Regions from separate parts of the Sus scrofa genome. Here all the other regions are linked to region 1. The links are chromatin contacts, called in public Hi-C and HiChIP or PLAC-seq maps. All regions are on one chromosome and are shown on one strand. Each heading gives the region's core, a stretch centred on a gene start, on an enhancer-like site or on the middle of the called end of the contact. The rest is flanking DNA. Distances are from core to core; before and after follow the strand shown. Region 1 holds the start of MAP3K20 (mitogen-activated protein kinase kinase kinase MLT). Region 2 overlaps MAP3K20 (mitogen-activated protein kinase kinase kinase MLT). Region 3 overlaps RAPGEF4 (rap guanine nucleotide exchange factor 4). Region 4 overlaps MAP3K20 (mitogen-activated protein kinase kinase kinase MLT).

What was found. A called contact is a pair of places that touch in the nucleus more often than the background predicts. HiChIP or PLAC-seq counts read pairs in DNA pulled down with a chosen protein or histone mark.
Region 2: a contact with region 1 is called in an H3K27ac HiChIP or PLAC-seq map of skeletal muscle. The contact joins the enhancer-like site here to the promoter of MAP3K20 in region 1. A contact is called at or near these places in 1 of 5 promoter capture datasets (skeletal muscle), 8 of 47 Hi-C or Micro-C datasets (liver, skeletal muscle and subcutaneous adipose tissue) and 2 of 2 datasets of contacts at active chromatin or transcription factors (alveolar macrophages and skeletal muscle).
Region 3: an H3K27ac HiChIP or PLAC-seq map of skeletal muscle shows a contact between it and region 1. The contact joins the enhancer-like site here to the promoter of MAP3K20 in region 1. A contact is called at or near these places in 1 of 5 promoter capture datasets (skeletal muscle), 10 of 47 Hi-C or Micro-C datasets (brain, embryonic fibroblasts, fetal heart ventricle and 4 more) and 2 of 2 datasets of contacts at active chromatin or transcription factors (alveolar macrophages and skeletal muscle).
Region 4: a Hi-C map of liver shows a contact between it and region 1, with 8 times the contacts expected there. The contact joins the enhancer-like site here to the promoter of MAP3K20 in region 1. A contact is called at or near these places in 1 of 5 promoter capture datasets (liver), 2 of 47 Hi-C or Micro-C datasets (embryonic fibroblasts and liver) and 1 of 2 datasets of contacts at active chromatin or transcription factors (skeletal muscle).

The regions. Positions count from the first base shown.
Region 1 is chr15:79,173,258-79,175,766 of Sscrofa11.1, reverse strand. MAP3K20 (mitogen-activated protein kinase kinase kinase MLT) reads right to left here and starts at 1,254. Exons shown (of 20, transcript XM_013990583.2): 1 at 1,011-1,254.
Region 2 is chr15:79,281,449-79,283,957 of Sscrofa11.1, reverse strand. All of the region lies in intron 4 of MAP3K20 (mitogen-activated protein kinase kinase kinase MLT), which reads right to left. Among named protein-coding and RNA genes, the nearest start is that of MAP3K20, 110 kb to the right of the region's middle. Within about 2 kb of position 1,252, at least 13 of the 83 cell types and tissues checked have an H3K27ac peak or open chromatin away from gene starts, as enhancers often do. A contact at or near this core is called in alveolar macrophages, liver and skeletal muscle, where this site is marked.
Region 3 is chr15:79,069,362-79,071,870 of Sscrofa11.1, reverse strand. It overlaps RAPGEF4 (rap guanine nucleotide exchange factor 4), which reads right to left. Exons shown (of 31, transcript XM_021075197.1): 26 at 1,959-2,049. Among named protein-coding and RNA genes, the nearest start is that of MAP3K20, 100 kb to the left of the region's middle. Within about 2 kb of position 1,255, at least 8 of the 83 cell types and tissues checked have an H3K27ac peak or open chromatin away from gene starts, as enhancers often do. A contact at or near this core is called in skeletal muscle, where this site is marked.
Region 4 is chr15:79,258,722-79,261,230 of Sscrofa11.1, reverse strand. All of the region lies in intron 2 of MAP3K20 (mitogen-activated protein kinase kinase kinase MLT), which reads right to left. Among named protein-coding and RNA genes, the nearest start is that of MAP3K20, 85 kb to the right of the region's middle. Within about 2 kb of position 1,255, at least 3 of the 83 cell types and tissues checked have an H3K27ac peak or open chromatin away from gene starts, as enhancers often do. A contact at or near this core is called in liver, where this site is marked.

The DNA.
Region 1 (2,509 bases), core at 5-2,504:
GGAAAGCATAAAACGGCTTTAGGGTTAAAATATGAATATACTTTAACAACCACCTTAGCTCAAAAATCATCGAATTAGTTCTGTAAGTTGATTCTAATACACTACCATTCATGAGAAGCTGCGTATTGTAATATCATTGGAATAGACCACTAAATGGTGCTGCTTTCATTATTAAAGAAACCAACAAAAATAGTAATTAAGTTTCCCCATAAACAGTGCTTATGCAAGACCCGGAGGCGCATCAGAAACATACATTTTCAGCAATCTAACAACGACTGCCCCATTTTGTAGGCAATTCGATGCCTTCCGACCAGTTTTGGATTAAAGTTTTCCTGCAAGCTGTCAGGAGCCGGCGAGGCGTGGCGGCCGCCTCAGCCTGCACCTCCGGGCCTGGTGCATGTCTCCAAGCCCAGGAACCGGGGAACGCCATCGGGTCGGCAAATGAGCCGCCCCCGCGCCCGCCGAAGGAACACGGGACACTTGAGGTGAGGGAGGGCACGAGGACCACGGTGCCCCGAGCAGAGCCGGCGCGGCCGCTCTCGGAGGGACGCGGGCTCCCGGCCGACCCACAGGAAAACTGAAGTTAGTGGGCTCGCCTCGCACGCAAGAACCTCTGCTGGGAAGCGGCCTGCGCCCTGCTCTGATTTGGGAGACGCTCGCCTCACCTCCGGAGAGACGCTCGGGTCACCCCCAGCGAGACTAGCGTCCCGGCGTCCGAAGGGCGCCCCACGCCCGCGCCGCGCTCCGGGGGCCGAGACCGCCCCGGACGCTCCCGCTGCGCCTTGCTCTTCCGGGCGTCAACTTCTGCGTGGGACCCGCGCAAAGTTCCCGATCTGCTCCCAGCCGCGCAACGCCGCGAGAGCAGGGGACGCCGGCTCCAGGTCGGGCAGGGGTGTCCGGTGGGGGCCCCGATCCCGACAAGGCCTGGGCCCGCGACGCCGGGACGATTCGCGATCGCGGCGGGCCTGCCCCGCACCCGCTCCCCCACAGCCTCCGGCCTGGTCCCCTACCTGGCTCCCGGGCCGGACGCGAGCAGCAGCCGGGGGCGCCGAGGCCCCGCACACGGCCAGGGCACGGGCGGCGACCGGGGTCGAGAGGACGGCGGCCGGCGCGGCTTCCACGCTTCCGCCCGAGTCAGGAGTTGAACATTCCGCCTCTCCGCCCGGCGCCAATGAGGGAGACAGTCACGGCAACAGCACCACCTACCTCCCAGCGAGGAAAGGCCGGGCCTTCCTGCCGGTGCCCCGCACACCCACCGGCCGGGCCGCAGAGCAGAGGCGCCCGAAAGCCAGCCGGGCGGGGGCGGGCGCTTGGGCTCCCCGGCTGCATCCTGAGGACACCTTGCTGCCGCCCTCAGATGGCACCCCTATCGTGGGGAAGCGGGGAGAGGGCTGTGCCTCTGCACCCCTTTATGTCTTCACATCTTTTTAACGACATAACACTCATATGTCTTCCCTCCACTCATCCTTAGCAACAAACATTTACCGTGAAAAGGGCGCTGGGATGCAAAAAGGTGGGAGGCTGCTTCGTGCCCAACGGAAGTTAATTATCTACTTGGGAAGGGGACCGACGTACAGATATTTCGGAGGAGATAGGGCTGAAGGCCGCCTTAGTAGAACCATCAAGATACCACGGAATTTTGAGAAGGGGTCATGGTCTGCTGCCCTGGTTGGTGACTTTAGCAAAGCCAAGTTCAGATGAGGAGACTAGACTCCATTCCAGGTATGAGCAAAAGTGGAAATCAGTACGAGGGCGGAGAAGTCATGGTCGAGTAGAGGATTTCTGGTTCTGTGGAGGAAACAGAAGAAGAGTTTGCAAAGGTATGGCCAGCGTGATCCAGGGCTTTGAGCTTGAATGTTACCATCTATGGACATTGGAGAACTGTGCAAAGTTGGGATCAAAGGGGTAAAATAGGCTTTTGTGATTTTTGTTTTAATGGTGATTTCCAGAGGCAGAATTCAGTCCAAGATGGCTGTAGGATGGGTTGCTAAGACAAAACTAGGAAGCATCATATTGTCACTACTTGGTCGTGGGATTGTGAGGGCTTGAATTGGCGTGCACAAAATAGAATTAGGAAAGAGGAAAGGGACTTGAGAGACATGCTTCAGGAAGAGGCCACGGAAATTGGTGAGCCACTAGATGTGGAAGAGAAGAAGAAAGTCAGAGATGATGCCAAGATTTTCAGACCTGAGTGACTGGAAGAATGATGGTGTCACTGACAGAAATAGAGATCGGTGGAGTAGGAACTGGCTTCCTGTTGAGTTTGAGGTCATGGGAGGAAAAACCGATAGAGATGCAGCAGTTGAAATAGGAAACTGATTCTGAAAAGAGCTCAGGAGGGAAATATAAAATTTGTAAATCGTTCATCTAGTTGAAGATATGGAAGTGGGGAGATGAGTGAATAGAGGTTTAAAAAAAAACATTTTCTAGTCTGTGATTCAGATTAATATTTGAATTTTCCCTTTGATAAGGACTAGGAATTTAGCATTCTTTTTGGGGAACTGATAAA
Region 2 (2,509 bases), core at 3-2,502, 110 kb before region 1:
TGTGGTGTAGGCCAGCAGCCGCAACTCTGATTTGACCCCTAGCCTGGGAACTTCCATATGCTGCAGGCGCAGCCTTTAAAAAAAAAAAAAAATCAAATTCCTGAATACTTTTTCTGGTAGAAACTGTTTAATTATTATTAGAGGTAGAGCTAGATAGTTTCTATATTTGCTGAAAAAGAATTTCAAAAAACATTCAAGTACAAAAGCTTTAAATATAGACACTTTCTTCCTCATGCAGATGTTATGAGAAAAAGTACTATACATTATTTGTGTAGAACATATAGTATACATTTATAGAATATTTAGTGTACATAAACAGTTGTAATCACAATCATATAAAATTCTATGTAATGGTTTTATAGAGCTTCCTACAACTCCGCCTTATTTTTATTGCAAACAATTAAGAAGGCTGAAAAATACCTCCATCAATTTTAGAACAGAAGGTTTCTTTAAAGAGATTTGACAGGTGTCACTTTGGGGAGATCTGGAATCATTTGGAGACTGGATCCAGGTTTATTTGCTTTCATTGTTCCTTTTACAGGTTGCTGACTGACTTGTAGCAATTTCAGATATACTGGCTGGTCTGCCCTCCATTCTTCTTTCCACTCAGAAAGAAAAGCATCTTTTTCTGCCTTGGAGGAATAATTCTCTCTGCAGTGATGTTAAGCGATGCCTATTTCAAAATGCATGAATCAACTCTTATCTGAAATGAATTATTCATTCTCTGATTTCTCAATATCTTGTTGCTTCAGTGGCTTCAATCACAGTGAAACCAAAGGGCATGGCTGAATTAAAAACAGAATCAACAACGATCAGCCTTCCGATTTCACACGTTCTCTAAGCTCTACACATAGCTTTGTCGGAGAGGCCGAAGTCATTCCGAAAGCACTGATTTCTTCCTCCTTTAGTAGGCTACTTTAAATATTAAGTATTACTTGCGACTATAAATAAACAAGTCTCTTCTCTGCCTCACTCTTTTTACCTGAGGCCAAACTTTCCTTTCAGATTAATTCATTAGCCACCAGACAGTGGTGTATTATTTGATTACTGTGTAGTTCTGGACACTGTCCCATGGTCCACTCCCATTTTCTCCATCCCTGTTTTTTACTTCTAGTTCCAGTTTGCTATTTAGTCCTGTTCCTTCTCGTCCTGTCCTTCCGTGGCAAAGTGCCAGGGCTCTTGAGAAACTCCAGGAATGACCCGGCTGATCTGGAGCCAAAGGACTTGTCCCTTCTGCAGGGACTGCTGCAGGGGAAGGGACCAGGAGGGGTGAGGTTTACAGGTTGGAGGCCAGGAAAGCTTAAGCCGAGTGTGCACAACAGGAAGCCGAGTGACTGGTGTCAGCTGATTTGTTTGCTATCTATCCTTCCTAAGTGCCATTAAGTAATAAGATGGGTGTAATTGGCTGAGCACCCTAAATGCAAATGTCTGTAAGGTGAAGTGTTTTAAGTCAAGGACTGCTTGTGTTATGTGCTTACATTTATGTAAGTGTATTCCTTTTTCCACAATGCTTCAGGCAATTTCCAGTAAGAGCACATTACCCTGCTTACAAACAGGTGGCCCCTGTGTATTCCTGACATGGAGAGAAGTGGCTATGCTGTGACATGAAAATGTCTTGAAGAATGTGAAATTTTAAGGCTGATTTGAGATGTCTGATGCATGAATACACAATTAAGTTAATTAACACAGCTAAAGCCTTAAGTACACCATCCTAAACCTTGCGCTTATTACTCTTATAAGGTAATGAAGTATCACTCAAGCAGCAGCATTTAGCATGAAACTTTTTTTTTTAATTTTCACTTTTTCTGTTTGAAGAATTTGGCAGGTGTTGATAAAACTTTAAACGGACAAGATAATTCCCCAAAGGAAAGACTATTACTTTTTGGAAGTCCCTGTGCGACGTCCCAGTGAAAGCAAAGTATGAGGTGCTTTCCTCATTGACGGCTAAATATCCTTGTATTCGTTTTGTAAAAAAATGTTTGTACAGATTGGAGTAGCAAAATGCAAAGGAGTTAATTGCCCCAGTAAAATTTGGACACACTTGCTTTCTAGGGGTTGCTAGAATACAAATGTAACTATCAGCATTCATTATTTAGATTAATTGGTTTCCAAAACAACTGTGACAGTTATAAATAAAATTTAGAAACATTCAGTTAGGAAAATGGAAAATAAAAAGACAAAAATAAATGGAATTTAAATTGCTTCAGAAAGCATTTGTCTACGCAGGAATTTAAGAGGGAAAAAGAACCAGGCACCTTGTTTAGGGACTTTTGTGTATCAAAAATATTTCAATTCCAAGGATGATTTCCAAACTTACATTAAATCTAAAATAAAATCTGAATTGCTTTCCCATGGCAGGGCAAATAAAAAAGGTTTTTGCAACGGATTACTATTTTTTAAGGTACTATTAAGTATACAAAATGAGTAGAACTAATTCCTACAATAAGTCATGTTTTCTGGATACTGTGTCTAAGTAGAGAACAACACAGAATTATGATCTTTCCATTTC
Region 3 (2,509 bases), core at 6-2,505, 100 kb after region 1:
GAGGTGCTCTTGGTCTATAGTAGGCGGAGGCCAGGGATGCTGCTAAGCCTCCCATGTGGCTCAGAACAGCCCCTCCCCCCCCAACAAAGAGGGCTCCTGCCCAACATGTCAACACCGTCAAGGCCAAGAAACTTGGCTCCGAGGTCTCACTCCCTCTGGCATTCTCTCAAATGGGTCTTTCCCCTCCATGTCCAGCCATTCCCTTTGCCACGTGGCTTCCCTCTGTTTTCCGTTTTGTTCATTGACTGTCTCACACGTGTTCTCTGCTTCCCAGAGGGCAGGCCCCATTTCTCACGCTGCTCCTGCTGCCATCCTGCCACTCACTCGACTCGTGCGAGAAGCACGTGGGAGGGGCTCGGCCAGGACAGGTAGATACACCAAAGCAAAGATGCTTATGAAGGACAGCGCTTCCTACAGATGATTCAGTTACATTTTGCCTCTAGAGATAAAGGCTTATAGGTGATGAAAGGGGACTCTCCTCCTTTCAGCAACACGCAAGGATGGAAACACAAGCTCCCAGGCCCAAGTGCTCCTCCTTCCTCCTCCCTGAGGAATGAAGGGCTGGCCAGAGAACTCTTTCCCTCCCCCAGGCAGCCTCCGGGTTTTTCTCTTTCGGCCAGGAAAGGGGACTCTGGGAGCGCTCCCCCATGCTACGGCCTTAATGTCTGGCTGCTTCCTGGACCCCATGAGGTTTTATACCTTCTTTGTTCTTCCCAACCAAACCCTGTGGATTCAGCGAGAGGGTTAAAAGCTGAAACCAGGTTGGGGAAAGCAGACTCTTTGAGAGGGAACCTCGGTCTCCTAAGATTCCAAGAGCCGTGGGCTCCAAGAAGGGGAGGCTGCCCCCTGGCCTCATGGCTTAGATTTTATTGGCAGCGGCAGCTTTTTCTAGCTGGAAGATGACCCAGCCACGTGGCATGCAGGCCTCACCCGTTCCCTCATTCCTATATTCAGGGGATGAGCTGCTGTGTGCTGCATCTGCCTGGAATCTTCAGAGAAACCCAAGACAGAAGGACGTGTGAGGACCTGTCCTGTCAACAGTGCAAACACTGAGGAGGAACAGGGAAAAAAAACAATTTCAAGAGGGAAGCCGGAAGGACCTATTTCAAGGAAAACATTGGGAGAAGCAAACAGCTGCCTTTGGTGGCTTTTTAAAGCATCACTGCAAATGAAGTCTCTGTTACCTCCTCCCTGCCCTCTTTTTGTGTCCCACTTACACATACTTTTTTATTTTTAGTACGAGTCTATTTTGGTGTGTATGTTCTATTAGAGATTAGTATTTCTTTGACTATAGACCGCATGTAAGGGGTCAGGCATAGTTTGAGTACTTAGCTAATGGAAAATAAGGATGTTCTCTAGCACAAATAACCAACTAGCCACAAACCACTAATATTGGCTACAGAAATTCACAACACACCTGCATAACTTCAGCACCAAAGCGAATTCTAACCAACTCTTGTTCCTCTCTCCATACACAGAGAGGTCTGAAAGGTGGTTAAGAGATACTTGGTATGGGTACTGAGCTGGGCCACACAGTCGGCCTGCTGGCTTATTCTCCCAGGAGCAAAGTGACTACCTGGATACAAAGGGATCTTCTGTCCTCGCTTAATTACCGATAAGGCTTCTTTCAACAGCAAGAAGAAGACCTTCCAGAGAACAGCAGGACGTATAAGCAAAACCTCTGAAGTCATCCAAGCAACGCTGTTGATTCTCAGCTTATTTTTATTTACATCTTATTTACCAAGAAGCTAAGACCTCCCCCCCCCCCCAAGACACCAAAGGACAATACCTTTTACAATTCACATGCTGAGGCAAAAGGAGACAGGTCACCTCCCTCCAAGTGTCCCACCTTTCCCACTGCTGTACAAGTGTATGCTATTTCTATTAAAGCACCCCAGTGAGCCTCTGTTTTTAATTCTTAAGGCAAAAGTCACAGCTGGATCGCAGCGGAAGCTTACCTCCCACGTTAGTGCCAAGCGGCTCACAGCAACATTACTTAGTCCCATGACGATGGCAAAAAAGGAATTCAGATTTTTGTACTCCTTACAGCTGAAACACAAGAGGCACATGTTGGGAGAAAATGTCACTTTTGAGTGAGATAAAAAAAAAAATTAGGGTTCTATTTTCTGATGGTCATTAATATTCGTCAGGACTCTCTTACGAGAACAGGCAATGATAGATTTAATGCATTATAAAAGTTTCCACTTGGGTGACCGTGTTCTGCTGTTTGATTTCTCATCGCAGTTTTAGAAAGGTGATGGTATTGGCCGTCGGTGCAGGTTTTGAGAAGGAAATTTAAAGACACCGACCTGGGGGATTGTTACTGTAACCCCAAAGCGATAAAACCTTGTTGGACTTGGAAGGAAACATCTCAGGGGATCTGAAGAGAGGAAGCAAAATGTCCTTGGAGGCTTTCAGACTTCCAGCCTGAAACTGGACACCCCAGGCTCTGGCAGCCTGAGGGAACCAAGGAGATCACACTGAACTTCCACCTGCCATGCAAATGCTT
Region 4 (2,509 bases), core at 6-2,505, 85 kb before region 1:
AGAATTATATGTATAACAAGAGAGATGGGGAAGAAATAAAATGACATATGAATTGTGGTTATCTCTAGGTAGCAAAAAGAATCACAAATGATTTAAAGTTTTTACATATTCCCCAAATTCTTTATAATAACCTATGTAATTTTTTAATCAGAAAAAAGCAAAAACATGGCACAAATGAACCTATCTACAAAAGAGAAACAGAGTCACAGACATAGAGAACAGACTTGTGGTTACCAAAGGGGAGGGAACAGGGAGTGGGATCAGCTGGGAGTCTGGGGTTAGTGGATGACAACTATTCCATTTAGAACGGATAAGCAATGAGGTCCTACTGCACCGCACAGGGAGCTATATCCAATCTCCAGGGATAGAACATGATGGAAGATAACATGAGAAAGAGAATGTACGTATGTGAATGACTGGCTCACTATGCTGTACAGCAGAAACTGGCACAACACTGTAAATCAATACACTTAAAAAAAAAAAAAAGTGGGAGTTCCCATCGTGGCACAGTGGTTAACGAATCCACCAGGAACCATGAGGTTGCGGGTTCGATCCCTGCCCTTGCTCAGTGGGTTAATGATCCGGTGTTGCCGTGAGCTGTGGTGTAGGTTGCAGATGCGGCTCGGATCTAGTGTTGCTGTGGCTCTGGCGTAGGCCGATGGCTGCAGCTCCAATTCGACCCCTAGCCTGGGAACCTCCATATGCCGCAGGAGCGGCCCAAAGAAATAGCAAAATGACAAAAAAAAAAAAAAAAAAAAAAAAAAAAAAAAAAGCAATAAAGCATGTTGTGTAAAGACCAGAGCATATAAATATAACATTTAAAATACTGATTTGCATGGAAATTCTGATTTTTCCCTAGGATTGGATCAGGAACCTTCCCAGAACTACCCTAGGCATATAAAAACTAGTTTAGTTAACCTCTGAGTTATGAGTTTCTCTTGACATGGCTCCAGAACAAACTAGTGTTCACTTGGGTTATTCTTGAATGTGTTCTGAGACCATGAGACAAAGGTGCTGGACACTGAGTACACGGCTTCAGAGTCTGGCTCAGTGTTTTATTAAATGATCTTCCTCTCCTTTCTGCCATTTGCTCCTGTGGCCTGCTGCTCTTGAGAGAAGGCTTTCTTACTGTGCTCATCCTGCAAAATATCTAATACAATATCGCATGAGGGAGGAAGGTCAGATACGTTACGTATGTGGGCAGCATGCAATAATATTCAAAGAGTGGATAAACAAATAGCATTTCACGACAGTAACATTGTGTTTAAATAACTGCCACTGAGAGTTCATGGTAGGTAAATGTTTATTCTGAACAGGACAGTGAGAAGAGTAAAATGCCCATGGGTGTGGATTTGCTCCAATATTCTTTCTGTTCTTTTTACACCCATAAGAGTTAAGGCTACTATTTCATAAGAATGAAAGTCAATACATTATATAACCACAGGAGAAGCCACACCGAAATTATGTTCACCAGCTCATTGTTGATTTAAACTTTCAGAATGATGGCTACAAGTTGCCTCTTGCAGGTTCTACAGCTTGCAACAATCAAATGGGCACAGTTTCTTGAAAGCCCTTCCCTGCTTGGCTACTCTCCAAGCATACCCTCATTGTACTTTTTCGGATTCAGAATGCAGAAGCTTGCTTAGTTTTAAACTTTCCAGTTCCGAAGTTCCAATTTTCTACCCAATGCATTGTACAGTTTCCCTCCTTCTTTCCTTCTTTTTTTTGGTCTTACACCTAAGGCATATGGAAGTTCCCAGGCTAGGGGTCGATTGGAACTGCAGCTATGGGCCACAGCCACAGCCACAGCCACAGCAGATCTGAGCTGGTGACAACACTGGATCCTTCACCCACTGAGTGAGGCCACAGAGACTGTCAGGTTCTTAACCCGCTGAGCCATAATGGCAACTCCTGCATTTTACCATATACATTTCCAAAATCACAGGTACAAGTAAGCCAACCTCTTATCAAGCCCACACTTCCCATACTCACTGTGCAAGATGCTCCACTACCACACCCTGAGAAATGGGAGCCCTGATGCTCAGTCGTGGGGCTACATTTCACACAGGCTCCCTGCTACGGACTGACCACATTCCCCCCAAATTCAGATGTTGAAACTTAACCCTCAATGTGCCGGTATTTGGAGGTGGAGCCTGTAGGAGTTCATCAGGTCAAGAGGGTGGAGCCGTCCTGAATGGGATTAGTTAGTGCCCTTATAAAAGTGACCCCAGAGAGCTCTCTCACCTCCTCCCCCCGCCATGTGCAGATACAGCAAGAACACGGCCATCTGTGAACCAGAAAGCGTGTTCTCACCAGAAACCGAATCTGCTAATGACTTGATCTTCGACTTCCCAGCCTCCAGAACCGTGAGGAATAAATGTTGTTTACAAGCCATTCCATCTTTGGCATTGTTACAGCACCTGAACAGACTAAGACAGCTCTCTTCCTAGGCTTGGGCTGGTATCACAAAAGTGTGCAGCGAATGAACCAGGCCTCTTAGGAACAGGAC